Regions from separate parts of the Mus musculus genome. Here region 1 is linked to region 2. The links are chromatin contacts, called in public HiChIP or PLAC-seq maps. All regions are on one chromosome and are shown on one strand. The core of a region is the stretch at or near the end of the contact, and the rest is flanking DNA. Distances in the headings are between cores, read along the strand shown.

Evidence for each region. HiChIP or PLAC-seq counts read pairs in DNA pulled down with a chosen protein or histone mark.
Region 1: a contact with region 2 is called in an H3K27ac HiChIP or PLAC-seq map of stem cell-derived neural progenitor cells, with 2.1 times the contacts expected there. The contact joins two enhancer-like sites. A contact is called at or near these places in 1 of 39 promoter capture datasets (liver), 2 of 115 datasets of contacts at active chromatin or transcription factors (astrocytes and stem cell-derived neural progenitor cells) and 1 of 9 other capture datasets (embryonic stem cells).

The regions. Positions count from the first base shown.
Region 1 is chr17:10,480,856-10,487,321 of GRCm38.p6, forward strand. The region is part of intron 4 of Pacrg (PARK2 co-regulated); the gene reads right to left. The region is part of intron 1 of A230009B12Rik (RIKEN cDNA A230009B12 gene); the gene reads left to right. Among named protein-coding and RNA genes, the nearest start is that of Gm16168, 9.1 kb to the right of the region's middle. Within about 2 kb of position 3,511, at least 33 of the 459 cell types and tissues checked have an H3K27ac peak or open chromatin away from gene starts, as enhancers often do. A contact at or near this core is called in stem cell-derived neural progenitor cells, where this site is marked.
Region 2 is chr17:9,721,564-9,728,727 of GRCm38.p6, forward strand. Gm34684 (a long non-coding RNA gene) reads right to left here and starts at 4,936. Exons shown (of 5, transcript XR_876393.3): 1 at 4,730-4,936; 2 at 627-725. Within about 2 kb of position 1,383, at least 2 of the 459 cell types and tissues checked have an H3K27ac peak or open chromatin away from gene starts, as enhancers often do. A contact at or near this core is called in stem cell-derived neural progenitor cells, where this site is marked.

The sequences.
Region 1 (6,466 bases), core at 2,261-4,760, 760 kb after region 2:
TGGATGTCGAACATTGTCCATACAGCATGACAGTCATGCAGACTGGTTCGAACAGCTTGGCTGTGAATCTGGTCGCTATCAATCGCCACTGTGTGACGTTGGATAAAGCATTTAATGTCTCTGGGCCCTACGTTTGTTATCTGTACAGGGAAGACAATAAATAAACCATGCAAGCTGCTATGCTTAGCACCTAGGCTTACTATCTGCTGAGTACCATGGAGAGAGAGACACACACAGAGGGAGAGACAGAGGGAGAGACAGGGGGAGAGACAGAGGGAGAGACAGAGGGAGAGACAGAGGGAGAGACAGAGGGAGAGGGAGAGGGAGAGGGCTAGCAGGATTTGTACAATCTAGAGTTGGTTGTTGTTGATCTAAACAAATGACAAAGGCCTGCTTCCTGAGTTATCTCCACCCACTCTTTCTCATTGGACATGTGCATTGACAGACTTCATGGTCAACTGTGTGATCTAAATAGAACCAATGCCAAGAGAGCATCCTGGAAGTGTGGCCCTGGTGGCACCTCCACAGGAGGATAGCTGCTTCGTTGGTGTTTAATACCACTGAGTACAATCACTTCAAGATTAGATTGGGGTTTGAGAAATTATAAAGGAAATAAGTAATTACCCAACACAATTAGTAGTTCATTATAATCTAAGAAAAAAAACCAAAACCAAAAACAAAACAGCGCACATCTATTCATGGTTAAGCAGACCAGAGAATCCCAAATGCTCTTTCTGTGAATGCAATAAAGGGGAATCCTTCTGCTGTTCCTCTGAAAACATACCCACATTTCAATCACAGTAAGGGTTGAAGGTCAACAGATGTGGGCCCCACTTGGAGTCAATTGCAAGCCAAGGCTCAAGTTGAAGAGCATGGACTTAGGAGGTAAGAGAGCCGGACCCCTGTCCTGAGAGCCAGTGGATGCTGCATCAGAGGGGATGCTTCTGCAGTTCTGAAAATGCCTGAAGCCCACACAGCATGCCACCAACTGAGATCAGAGTGTGCAGAAGGCAGGGAGTGGAGGAGGACGAGGAGGAGGAGGAGGAGGAGGTGGTGAGAGGGAGGGAGAAGCAGTAGGATGAACAAGGAACAAAGGAAGTGAATCTCAGCTTAATTCTTATTGGCTGAGGGGCCAATACTCTAACCTCTAGGACTGACTTTAGTGACTGAAATACATGGACACTGATATGTATATAATATATACATTACATATTAACACTATACATGTTAATAAACAGGACTTTTAGATGCATGGAGCAGCCACAGCCTAAGAATATAATAGCTGTCCATGAAGTCTTAGGCACACTAGCATGACTGCCAAACCCTGTAACCAAGCTCACCCCAGCAGTGGGTGTTCTGTTTCACTGGGGTAGCAGTCTTGGAGTCGGGTAGACTCTGAGCACCAGGCATGAGGTGCTTGTGTTGTCTGCTTTAGGGAAGACAGATACAGAAACAAAGGGATCCAGACAGAAAGATACAAAGAGGAAAGAAAAGAAGGAGAAAGAGAAGGTGGAGGAGCCAAAAAGAACAAGGAAGAGTGGGAAGAGAGGGAACACGGGGCAGCTGTAGTGCTAGGATATCAGAGTAGAGATGGCCGTGGGTCGCATCTCCCCAAACCATGGCTTCCTGTGGAGATCAAGGGAAGCTGTGGTCTATCAGACATGGGTTTTGCATCACAGGTGACTCCATAGATTGCCAAATGTGAGTCATGTGAATAGTCTTATATCCAACATGGATTAGAGGAGCTCTCTCTCTCTCTCTCTCTCTCTCTCTCTCTCTCTCTCTCTCTCTCTCTTCTCTCAGAAACTTTAAAATATACACTACAGTTAAAATATCATTTTGCTTGAAGTGATTTTAGGAATACTTTGAAAACACAAAGTGCAGGTATAAATCTTTAACTTGGAATATGAGAACTTTAAAAGCTGTCTTTGAGGAAGAGTCACTGAATCCAAACAGATGGGAAGCACCTGGTCTTCACTCAGCATCTCCATCTCCAGGAGGCCTTTCATGAGGCTGGCTAAGTCTCGGGTTCCCAGTTAGCTCCGTCAGCATCACTGTCCCTCCACCCCTCCTGGTCTTACAGGGACTAAGAAGAGTTTCTTTGCCAGTGGAGTTTCACATTGGAACAGGGGCCGCGTAGCAGTCCACCTAGAACCAAAATAGAGGGGCCACCAAGACCCCTAACTCTATCCACGTAGCTCTGAAAAGTTAGACCAGTATATCAGAACACATCTGAGGGAAAAACCATAGGTTTTTTTAAATTTATTTTTTATTTTCCTTTGGGCATCTGAAAGACTGGTACCATTTCCGTTCCCAATCAAAGAGAAGCTGCAGGGAAATGATTAGCGCACAAATTACATAGTGTATAATTTGCATTCATAAGAAATATAAAGAGTCACATTAAAACTTTGTAGACTTCATCAGCAACTTAAAAATGTGGGTACTTTAAGATTGCCCTGAAGTTATATGCCAATGTGCTAGGGACTTATTTTATTTCTTTGCTATAAATATTCATTTGAATTAAAGGCTTGAGATGCTTGTAGCAGACAACATATTGTCATTTTTAAACCAGGAAAGTGTTGCATTTATTATGTTTCTTTAGAGGCTTTTCTTTCCCACAGACTTTGCGATCAACCTTATGAATTAACGAATAGGAAGAAGTCGTGGGCACTTGGAAAATGGAGATCTTGGGAATGGGGGTATGTTTGATCTTTTCTATGCTGGAGACCTGGTCTAGTGATGGCCTTGTGCAGCCGAGTCACAGGTATCTGCACCTGTCTAAACCTGACAGGTCCCTCACCACGGCAGCCTGTGAGTCAGGGGTCACAGCCCTCCTCCCTCAGAAATACAGACATGCCCAATAAAACACACGTTCATGGAGCCAAAACACAGCTCCATTTGAGCAACATGGTAAAGAAACTTAGCTACGTGTCTTATCATAAAATTCTTGTATTTAAAACGGAGTAAGCACTTTAATTCACGCTTGTCTTGAGACATACACTCTAAAGTTTAAATGCTTAAAAACAAGGCAATAGGCATTTTTATTGTTGATAACAAACTACAGATTTGTCTAGTGGGAAAAAAAATCCATGAAATGTTTGACAAAAGGGCTGTGATAAGAGATAAAGAACACAGTATTCACTGTCTAGGGATGTGGTGGGGGAGACACAGCCTGTCCCTGAGCCCACAGATCTAGCAATGCGCACTGTGATTAGGGATATAAACAATGGGTGCTGTGTCGGCATGGGGGAATGTGAACAATAGGTCTTTTTCTGGAAGTATCTGTAGGAAGAACACACAAATCAGTCAACAAGGGAGCTGAAATGATCCTGTATTCTCTCTAAAGATGATGCTCAGCAGCGCTTCTGCAAGGCCGCCCATGTCCTTCCCACTGGGCTTCTTGTTTTTCTTCATTCACTATAGATTTTTTTCCCAACTTGCACCTGGTTTGACCAGTAGTCAGCTGGCTTCTGAGGAGTCTCCCTATTTTGTACCCTCCCACCCTACCCCAGATCTGAGAGACCCGGGACAGCTGCACAACTGTGCATTCTTTGGTTATAAAAGCAAGCTTGTGACATCCTTCGCCAGAATCTGTTAAAAACAGAATTAATTAGAGGCAACTCAGCAGCTCCTCAGGGCTTGTCCACTGAAGGCAGTGATGGCTGGGAAGGGGGATAGAGTAAGGGACAGGAGTGAGATAGTCTTCAGGAAGCATATAGTCTATTGTAGGGCATGCCACCTGTGTGACAAGCAAGATAGGCCCCTAAGATAGGCTATCCTCAAGTTAGAAAGAGATGGGTGTAAATGTTTTAGCAAATTCTGCACGGCCCTAACACAGAGAGGTCTTGTGGCTGATGGTGAGAGTGGAGAAGGTAGCCTTTCAGGTGACAGGCAGAGTAAGAGCAAAGACACACATGGCTTCATGGAGTGACCATAGATAATCTAGACGGACGATGTCCAGCTGAGAGGAGGGGAAGTTGGGGAGGGAAAGGCTAGAATGGAGGACCTTAGGGCTGAAAATGGGCCTCTGAAACCTGACAGCTAGAAGGAGCCTTCCAGAGAGAGGTCCTCCAAGGCCACAGAGAAGCCACCACTTCCCTAGATGATAGCACAGACACTGTCTCTAGCAGGGCTCACCTGAGGGGGCGGCACAGGAGTTCAAGAAGGGGTGTGGAAGGGGAAGGGGGAGTGGCTGGGTATGGGTCTTACCAGGCACAAAGGAGGCATCACGGATAGACGTGGATGTCAGAGGAAGTGAGGGTGAGCTGGCACCAAGACTTGAACCCCTTGGAGAGACTATCTCACAGCATTTGATCTAGAGGTTGAGAAAGCCTTAGGCTGGAGGGTGGGAAGGGACACTGCTGATTTATTTTCTCCCTCCTAATCGTGAAATATTTAATCTAGAATAGCCAAGGAAGTGGAATTTGTCTGCTCTACCATTATCTACTACTAAGGGTTAATTAAAAAGCCTTACTTAAAGTCCATCTCAGCAGTATGCCCCCAAGTCACTGGAATAACAGTAAAATAAAATTTAAAAAAAGACAACAACAACAAAAACAATATAATATAAATAACACTGTAAGCTCCAACCTGCAAGCAATACCAGGCAAGGAAGGTATTTCCTGGTTGGGCTGTTTTTGAGCGATGGGTGGGTGACGAGAACTTTGTGTGTGAACAACCATGAGCTCCAGAGAAGCATGATGGGGCTGCTAATGTCAGCATGAGTGACAACAGTTACAGCCAGATAGAAACAGCCCGGGAAGGGAAACTGAGTTATCCTTGCTCTGTCTCGTAGGGTACCAAGGGACCACGTGACTGTGAAGGTAGTGTTGCTTTTGCCCCGTTTCAGCTCTGGTTCATGGAACAAAATTTCCCGAGGTTCCATTGTTCTTGCTGACTTCTCTTCTCACAATTCTTTCTGAGCAATGAGGAACAATCAGAAGAAAGGGGGAGAAGAGATCAGGCTTGGCTGCTCTAGGGTGAATGCACGTTGTGAGGAGCATTCTTTAAGTCCCTGGGGCTGTTGGGAAGGGTCTTCAGATGAGCACCACATGGACCTTAGCCAGTGACCCCAGTGCATTAGGCTCAATATCTTCCTGCAGGGTCTGCCTGCTCCTCATATCTAGCTGGAACCTCTTTGCTGCCAGCCAGCTCACTCCCTACCTATTATCTTCTTCCCAGAGACCAGATGTTCAAGTCTTTGGCTCAAGGATAGGAATCTCTGGGCTCCTGTCTAGGGCTGTGCTTACAGAGAACAGCTGTGAACATAGGTGTTTGGGGACTTCTCGTTTAGTTTAAGAATGTTCATGCTTGTGTATGGATTTCTGTTCACATTGTTTTTATGTAGGTTTCCTGGCTCCTGGCCTGAGTCATCTCATAAGGATTGTAACTAAGAGCTTCTTTCTCTTAGGAGGGCAGTGAACACCTCTCACCAATTACCAGGACAGGAACAGCAACACAGCAGGGTCTAGCTCCACTTGCATCGTTAAGACCTTGCTTACAGGATGACCCAGTTCTCCCGGTTTGCCTCCTTGGAAGAGAATTCCTTACTTTGGGGTTCTCTTACTTCTATTTCACAAAGATTTATACTTTTTTGTGATGTTACCAGATCTGAACTACAAAGGTAAGTGACAGGCTATTGAGGAGCCTGACCATGCAAGCATGAACCAAGAACCAACAAGCATCATGTCTCGGAGTGGCCAGGCCTCAGCATGTATAATAAACAGGAACAGTGAATGCTAGCCTGTCAGCCACGGGCACTGGGCTCATGGCAGCAGGAACAGCTGACTGACTGTAGATGCTGAAGACTTGGCGGCCCATGTAAACACACTTCCACAGAACTTTCTTGTTCATTTTCCCACCCCCAAAATCACAAATAGAGGCAGCTTACTGGGTGAGGGGTAGGGATCTTCAGGGGTGGGTGGGGTGTGTGTGCACTGTATATCATCTCCTAATAGGAAACAGAATAGAACAGGGCGCCATTTTGTGTGAAGGGTGCATGGGAGGGACCATCGGTCTGTGTGCTAAAAGACCAGTAAAGTACTCGCTACAAAAATGATTAGCAATGGCACCCGGCTTCTTCCTGCAGTTATCAGCTGAGTGGCACAGGAAACACCCTCTTCATTCTGTTCTTCCCTACGTTGGGTAATAGCCCCCAGTCACTGGCAATAGATAATTTCAAGTTCTCCACTGTTCCATGAGTGAGTCTTAAGAGACTGGTAAGAAACCGGCTAAGTGTCCGCCAGCAGGCCTAGGCTACCTGAGCCTGCGTTGGTCGGTCAGCTATTGTCCTTTGTGCTCAGCTCCTTATCAGCTCATCCGAGGCCCGGTTTCTCTGCAGCAGAACTAGGTTAGCTGTGGGGTGTGTCCTTTGGGGCGACACTTCCTTTGATTATGCAAAGGATCTTTGTACACAAATTAGAAACCTCCACTCCAATTTTCTGTGGCAAAATGTCTCCTGAAGCCA
Region 2 (7,164 bases), core at 133-2,632:
GTACTAGAAATGAGATGGGTCTTTGTGGTCACTTCCCTCTAGCTCTATAGTTGGATCCCACCTTCTTGGGCTAGGAGTCAGAATGGGCTTCCTGGGCACTGTACTAATGTCTCACATTTCAGATAATTCTGAGCAATATAGCCAAGGTTTGAACTTGGTATGCCATAGACATCTGCAAGTAAGTACTGGATTAAAAAAAATATATCAATGGATGGATAGATGAACAGATAGATGGAGTGAAAGACAGATGAAAAAATATGCCTTATTCCATTTTGGCTGTGAGAAACATTCAACATGACTGTCAGTCAAGGCCAGCAGGCAAATTGTTACCTTCTTTTATGACTTCTGACCCATGAACTCTAGACTTCTAAGACAAAGAACTGGCATTCACCCTGATATTACCTATTCTCAAATTTACCCTAAACGTGTTAAATTTAGACAAAGGGCATGATTAATTGTCATTGTCGGGTGGACCACTTTAGAAATGAGCATTTTCAGACCTGAAATAAATATGTTGTGTGTGAAATGGATTGACTGTGAACTTCAGTATGTCTGCTTGAGTCAATGTTCAGTTACTGGGACAAAATGCTAGTGAAAGCAATTTAAAAGGAAGAAATCTATTTTACCACATGGTTTCTGAGGCCTCAATCATTGTGACTCCGTTGCAGTGGGCCTCTGAGGAGTCCAGCTGTTTATGGAAGAGGAGGCTCTTCATTTCATGGTGTCTAGGGAGAGAGAAGGGGTCACAGAAAACGGATTATCCAACAAAGCCCCACACCCTACTTACTACCGCTTCTTAATAATGCTGTCAACTTATGAATCCACAAATGGATCATGCACGGGTGAAGTAAGAGCCTTGGGATACGTTCATTCAAAAGTTCATCACCTGAGAAGCAAACCTGCAACACACGAGCCTTTGAGGGGCATACTATGTATACAAGCCACAAAAGGACCCTACGCTGTAAGGACCACACATGTTAAGTGAACACGAGTCACTCAAAGATGCTGCCAATTCTTTTTAAAATATCAGTGCTGAGTTAGAAGTCTTTCCCTTTGTTGTGTATCAAAATAATTTTAAGCCACTCATAGTACAAATGACATTTCTTTTTCAAATGCCATCTTTCAGTTTTTAATCAGCAACTACAGGATATTCCCAGAAAACAACAAATCATAACCTCACATGGGGAGAAGCTCAGACCGGTGGGGTGGAGAACTTTGGAAGTGTGTTGTACCTTAAGACATACTGGGCATTTAAACTACAAAAGGAGGCTACAAACTGCTAATCTGCAGATGAAAGGAAGAATGCCCGCAGCCTTCATTTGCATTTGAACTGGTGATAAATGAGTTTTCTACCTCCATTTGAGTTCACTTCTCTGCAAGAGGCACATCAGAAACAATGCAATCTGAGCTTCAAGGCAAGTCAGGTTCCCAAGAGAACATGAACCCTATTTACACCCCGGTAACACAAGAACATATTTCCCTGACAGAATGTCAAGCAGTCAACGATGAAAGATGAAATTACAGGGTGGGGCTGAACAGGACACTTTATCGATGCTAGGAGGTGGAGAAACATACACACACACACATTAATATTTTTTGGCCCCCTTCCAAAATATTCAGCAATGAGAAATAGGTAAGATCAGAAAAAAAAATTTTTTTTGACACAAAGAGATTTGGGGTAACAGAAATAACCTCATCTTTTCCAACCCACCATTAAGGTCTGGGTCATCCATCTACATAAGAAATGGGAGTCTGGCTAATGAGAAATTCCCACACTGAAAGGGGGACTGAGTAAATCTCATTCAAGTTGTAATTTGAATTTAATGCCTCGTCTATAAAACAAACAAAGCATCATAAAATGTTAAATGGTACATAGTGAATCAGGAAAATGCAAAAATTTTTTTTTTAAAAGTGCCTAGCCTGCTTTATTCCAAAGAGAGTGTTCCCTGCTCAGAAGAGCTGAGCTCACCAGGGCACGGTCTCTCTTCCAGCTCAGCTTTCTCAGAACCTGCTGAGTCAGTTGGAAATATCTTTTTCTTTTCACTATTTTAATCATGTCACCAAGTACGCAGGCTTGAAAGTTGACATTGCCATGTTTCAGAGGGCTCTACCCACTCTTGGCAGACAGCCTGGGATTTCACAATAAACAACTTTATTATCCAGTGCCTCTATTTGCACAGAAAAGTCCTTTCCTTTTCGTGAGTTGGGCGATTCACACACCATTGTCTTAGTTATTCTCTGTGCAGAAAGCTGTACCTTGTGTTTAGTTGCCATGTTGTCTGGGGGTAAGAAAAAAAAATTGGGGTTTTAAAATTGTGTCTGTATGTTGGATCTCCAACTCTCCTATCTGGAACCATAAGGGGCCCTGGGGAAGACTACTTGTCGCAACACATACTGATGTGTTTTTAAAAAAAGATAAAGAGGTATAAGAATATGTTCTATAGGGGTGTGGTGCGGTATGGGGGAAGGGAGTGCCTCAGAGGGCCCATGCAGAGGCATCACTTCCCCATGAGGGACTAGTCACATGACAGTATAGTATAAAATAGAGTTTATTCAGGGCACAGGGAGGAGAGTTAAGAGGGTAGTAGAGGCAGAGAAAAGCAGAGAGGGAGAGAGTAGAGAAGTAGAGGCGGGGGGTGGGGGGGATAAAGGGAATGGGGAGCAAGGGGGAGCAAGAGAGCAAGAGGCAAGAGAGAGAGGCAAGAGAGAGAGGAAGGGGCAAGCAGCCTCTTTTATAGTGAGTCAGGCCTACATGGCTGTTGCCAGGTAACTGTGGGGTGGAGTTTAGACAGAATGCTAAATATACTGTACTGTGACCCAGCGGGTAAGCTTTGGATCCTAGGACTCAGACATCAGAGCTACCACTTTGTATACAGGCTTAAAAGGATACATTAGCATCTACTTTCAATTTACTCTGTGTGTGTGTGTGTGTGTGTGTGTGTGTGTGTGTGAGAGAGAGTATATTCATGTGTGTACACATCTACATGTCTGTTAGAGCATGTGGACACCAGAAGCTGACATCAGGTGTCTTCCTCAATTGCTCCCCATCTTGTATTTTGAAACCAGGACTCTCTCTCTCTCTCTCTCTCTCTCTCTCTCTGATTCAGTTAGACAAACTGGCCAGCAAGCCTCATGAATCCTCCTGTCTGCTTCCCCAGTGGTGGGATCACAAGTGTGAACTGTAGTTTCAATGTCCAAACCAATTAAATTAGGATTCTAAAGTCTCCCTTGATGGGTCCTATATAGAAGAAAAGAGAGGGTACATTAAAATCAGTGAATACTGTTCTCAGATGATAATCCTCCAATAAATGGTCAGAAATTATTAAACTTCTTTATTTTCAAATATGGCCTGTAAGCCAAGTATGTGTGTGTGTATGTGTGTGTGTTCATGTATGTACATGTTCATGTCTGTCTGTCTTTTTATAGGTCTGTGCCTATATGTATGCATATCTGTGTTTATGTATATATGTTTATGTGTATGTATGTGTGTGTGTGCCTGTATGTGCATCTGTCTGTGCCTGTATGTGTGTATCGATCTATGCCTACATGTGTATATGTGCCTGTGTTTGTGTCTACCTTCTGTCTGTCTATGTCTATGTATGCGTGTGTATGTGTATGTGCACAGGTGCACTTTAATAAGGCATTTTTGCACCTGAAAGATTATAATTACCTTTTATAATTATATTATAATAAAGAGTTACTGTAATTTGAAAAGCCAAAAGCACAAATAAGAATGCTTTTCCAACACTATAAAAGGATGTTTTCTTTAGGAATTTTCAACAAGGAAATGAGAACATACTGTGAGTTCTATGAGAACCTAGGAAGGTCCCCTGGAGCAGACCATGGCAGCTCCATCATGCCTTTACCCAGATCTGCCTTCTCTTGGACTGTTTACTTTCTCTGATTTATAAAGGTTTGGAGGCCATGGAGAAAGGCACCATCCTGAAAGAAAGCTGGGCATCTGGTGTCAGGTTATGTAGACAGCTGAGAAAGTTACCTAGAGAAATCTGTCTGGGTGACATACATGCAGCACACAGGAAATCTGAGTAAAGACGCCAGTGTCCTGCTTGCAAATGGACTGACAGAGCTGTTCAATAACTATAAATACAAACAGTTACAAAGACCGTCTTCAGCATTCTCAGAAGCCACTCATGGGGTCTGTGTGCTCTTTCTCATGCTCTTCCTTGGTGGCTAGGAGCCTTGGGACCTTTGGGGGCATCCTGAGAGGAACCCCTTCTCCTCCCCCTAACCCTTCAATGTTTCTGCTAAAAATCCCTCTATTTAAAGGTAAGATAATGAGCTTTTGTTCACTGGCTTGGATCAAAGACAATCTCTGAGCAGAAACAAAGGCAGCCTTAGGCTGGGAGCAGTCAGCTTCTTATTGCCTGCAAAGAAAGAAACTGTTTTGTGGCTTTCTTTTTTTCCTTTCTTCCTTTTTAATGTCTTTTCCAGCACTGGCAATTCTCATGCCCTGGAAACCCCGTCCATGGAACTCCAAAGTGTTTCTGAAAGACAAACATTCCTATTATGAGGAGAACAGAAGTTGGCTGCCATCTACAAACTGGTGAGCAATTTGGCACCAGCGGCCATCCTGTCCTGTAAGGGGAAGGAGTACAGACCCTTTGTCCCCCGGTCCTGGCGCCAACTTGAGTCCCTGACCTCCATTATGCCTCCCTTCTCTGCTTGGCCCTCCCAGCTATGCTGTCTGACTGCCGGGTAAACAGCTTACCTTCCTGCTCTCTAGACTGTGGGATGTATGCATGGCCGAGCTGCCTCCGGATCTTCTAAAGTACTGGGCGAAGAGAATGGGCCGATGCCTGAATGGGGCTGTTCTTAACTGATGTGTGGGCGGAGAGGGTGACCTTGGGAAGACAAGCAAATGTCTGCTCTAGGGAGCCAGCAGTGTGGAGACTGAGTACAGCCAGATTAACCTCATGCAACATCACCACATCGAAGCTACCAGTTCCCTGAAAATACACAAAGGGAAACTGAGGACCCAACGAAACTCTTGTCACTACTGACGTCTTCTGTATCATCACCACAGCCAGTTATGAACTTCCCTTCCTGGCCCACTAGAAACCCGAACACCTGGAGCCCTGATGGGTGACTTTTTAGAAATGCTCATAGATCAGGCTGGAACTCTGTAGGAGGAGTGGCTTAAAATGTGCTTTTCTGAGTGCATTCCCCTCTCCCGAGTCACTGAGAAGGGCTTTAAGAGGGTCCTTAACACTACTAGAAAAGGACAGGCACTATTTCATCCCAGACACTGCACAGAGAGTAACAGCCCACTACTGCCCAACAATGGATGTAAAGCCTCTTCAGAGACCCTCCTCCCCTTGCCCTTCCTTTATGATGGACCTGGGCTGTAGCTGTAGATACCCTGCCTTGTCCCATGCATGGCCGTCCTGGAAAGACCAGCTACCATTCTGTGCTCTGCCCAAGCCCTTACAGGCTGCCCCTCCCCTAACACCAGCTGCTCCTTCTACCAGAAGCTAGGCTTCCTCCTAACCTGGTTCTTATCCTGTTTGCCATATGCATGGGGAGAACACCGCACACACTGCTTCCTATACACGTATATAAGGTGAACTCGGTAGGATGCTCTACATCCTCCTTAGTGTTATAAACTTCATGAGAAAAAGTTCAACCCTGCCCCTCCCTCCTTGGTGCCCATTACATGAGTCACACGGAGTCAGTGACAAGTAAGACTTCTGCCAGTGCATGACACTGAGATAAATATTTAAAGGGAAGTTATAATTATAGGTAGAATTAAAAGAAAATAGTGTCAGGGTCTCTGAGTGAGGAGTCAGCCACATTTCTGGGCTTTTACTACACAAGCCCTGCCTGCTCTGGCTCAGATCTTCTGTTATCTAAACTAGAAGACTATTGATACAATTTAACCAAAGAATGTGTCCTCCTCAATGCCACTCACAAAGACATACTTATTCGATCTGCTGAACAGCAGCAGGAACCAACTGCCTGAGACCTCAGGAGGAAGCTTGCCCAGGTGAGGGTCAGCCAGGAGCCCCTCCCATGCTGACCCCTGTCATCTTCTCAGAGTGTCTGTGTGCCCTAGCACACCTGCGTGGTACCCAGATGGACGATGCAGCTGTTCATGCCATTTTAGCTTTCTCAGTTCTGACCTGATCCCTGGATTCAGAGAGTTAAAACTAGCAAAATCTCCCAAGCCACTAGTATCTGAACTTTCTGAGACTGTACAGAGCACTCACAAACTTCAGTGTCATTTCTTCTCAGAGCCAAAAACAAAAACAAAAACAAAAGACTTCGCTCTCTACAACCTCATATTTGTGCAAAGATCAGGAGAACCTCAGGAGTAATCCAACTTAGTAAAGAAAGACTCCGACACACAAAGTGATCCAAGTGATTGGGTGAAAGAGCAGCCTAGAAACATACAGGATGCAAAATGCTTACCTCTTCAGCACGGTTCTGGGTTGACGGGCTGCCCTCCTGGAAAACAAATGTGTTTGGATCCTGTACAAGGAGATCAGTTTGTGACAGATCTCAAATCTAATTGGAAAAGGCAAACAATAAAACTTACAGAGATTCTCATAGTCTTGAAGTAAAATAAATATGTAAAAGGTACATAAATATGTACTAATAAGAAAAGAAAAATAAGGGAGTTGAGTCATAGTACTATTTAAAATTAAGGAGGCTCTTCTGGTCAAAGGAGGCCATTTAAATGGTAACAAGACAATTCATGGCTTAGTGTTTGGAGCTCTGATTCATAACACATGTTTGAAATGAAGCATGTATCCATAATATGTAAATAACTCCTAGAAATCAATTTTTTAAAAGCACACATAATCCGATTTTTTAAGAATATACTCAATAGTCACTTCTCAAAATAAAACACACAGCATACAAATACCCTATGGAAAAGCGCTCAACTTTAACAGTCAGCATTTAAATTCTACTTAAAAGCCATAGTGTGACACCACTGCATACCTATCAGGGGTGGTGAGGAAGTGGAGTGACAGGAATTCTGCACAGAGCCAGTTAGACAGTCATTTCTTGCATCATGCTCTCCCTGACAACTCTGCTGTTACACTTCTACTCCTTGAGTGCAGAGGCTCACGGTCACACTCTTGTTACCCCACAAAATAAGCTACCGGCCAGCAGCCATAGAGTCGGGTAAAAACTGTGAAG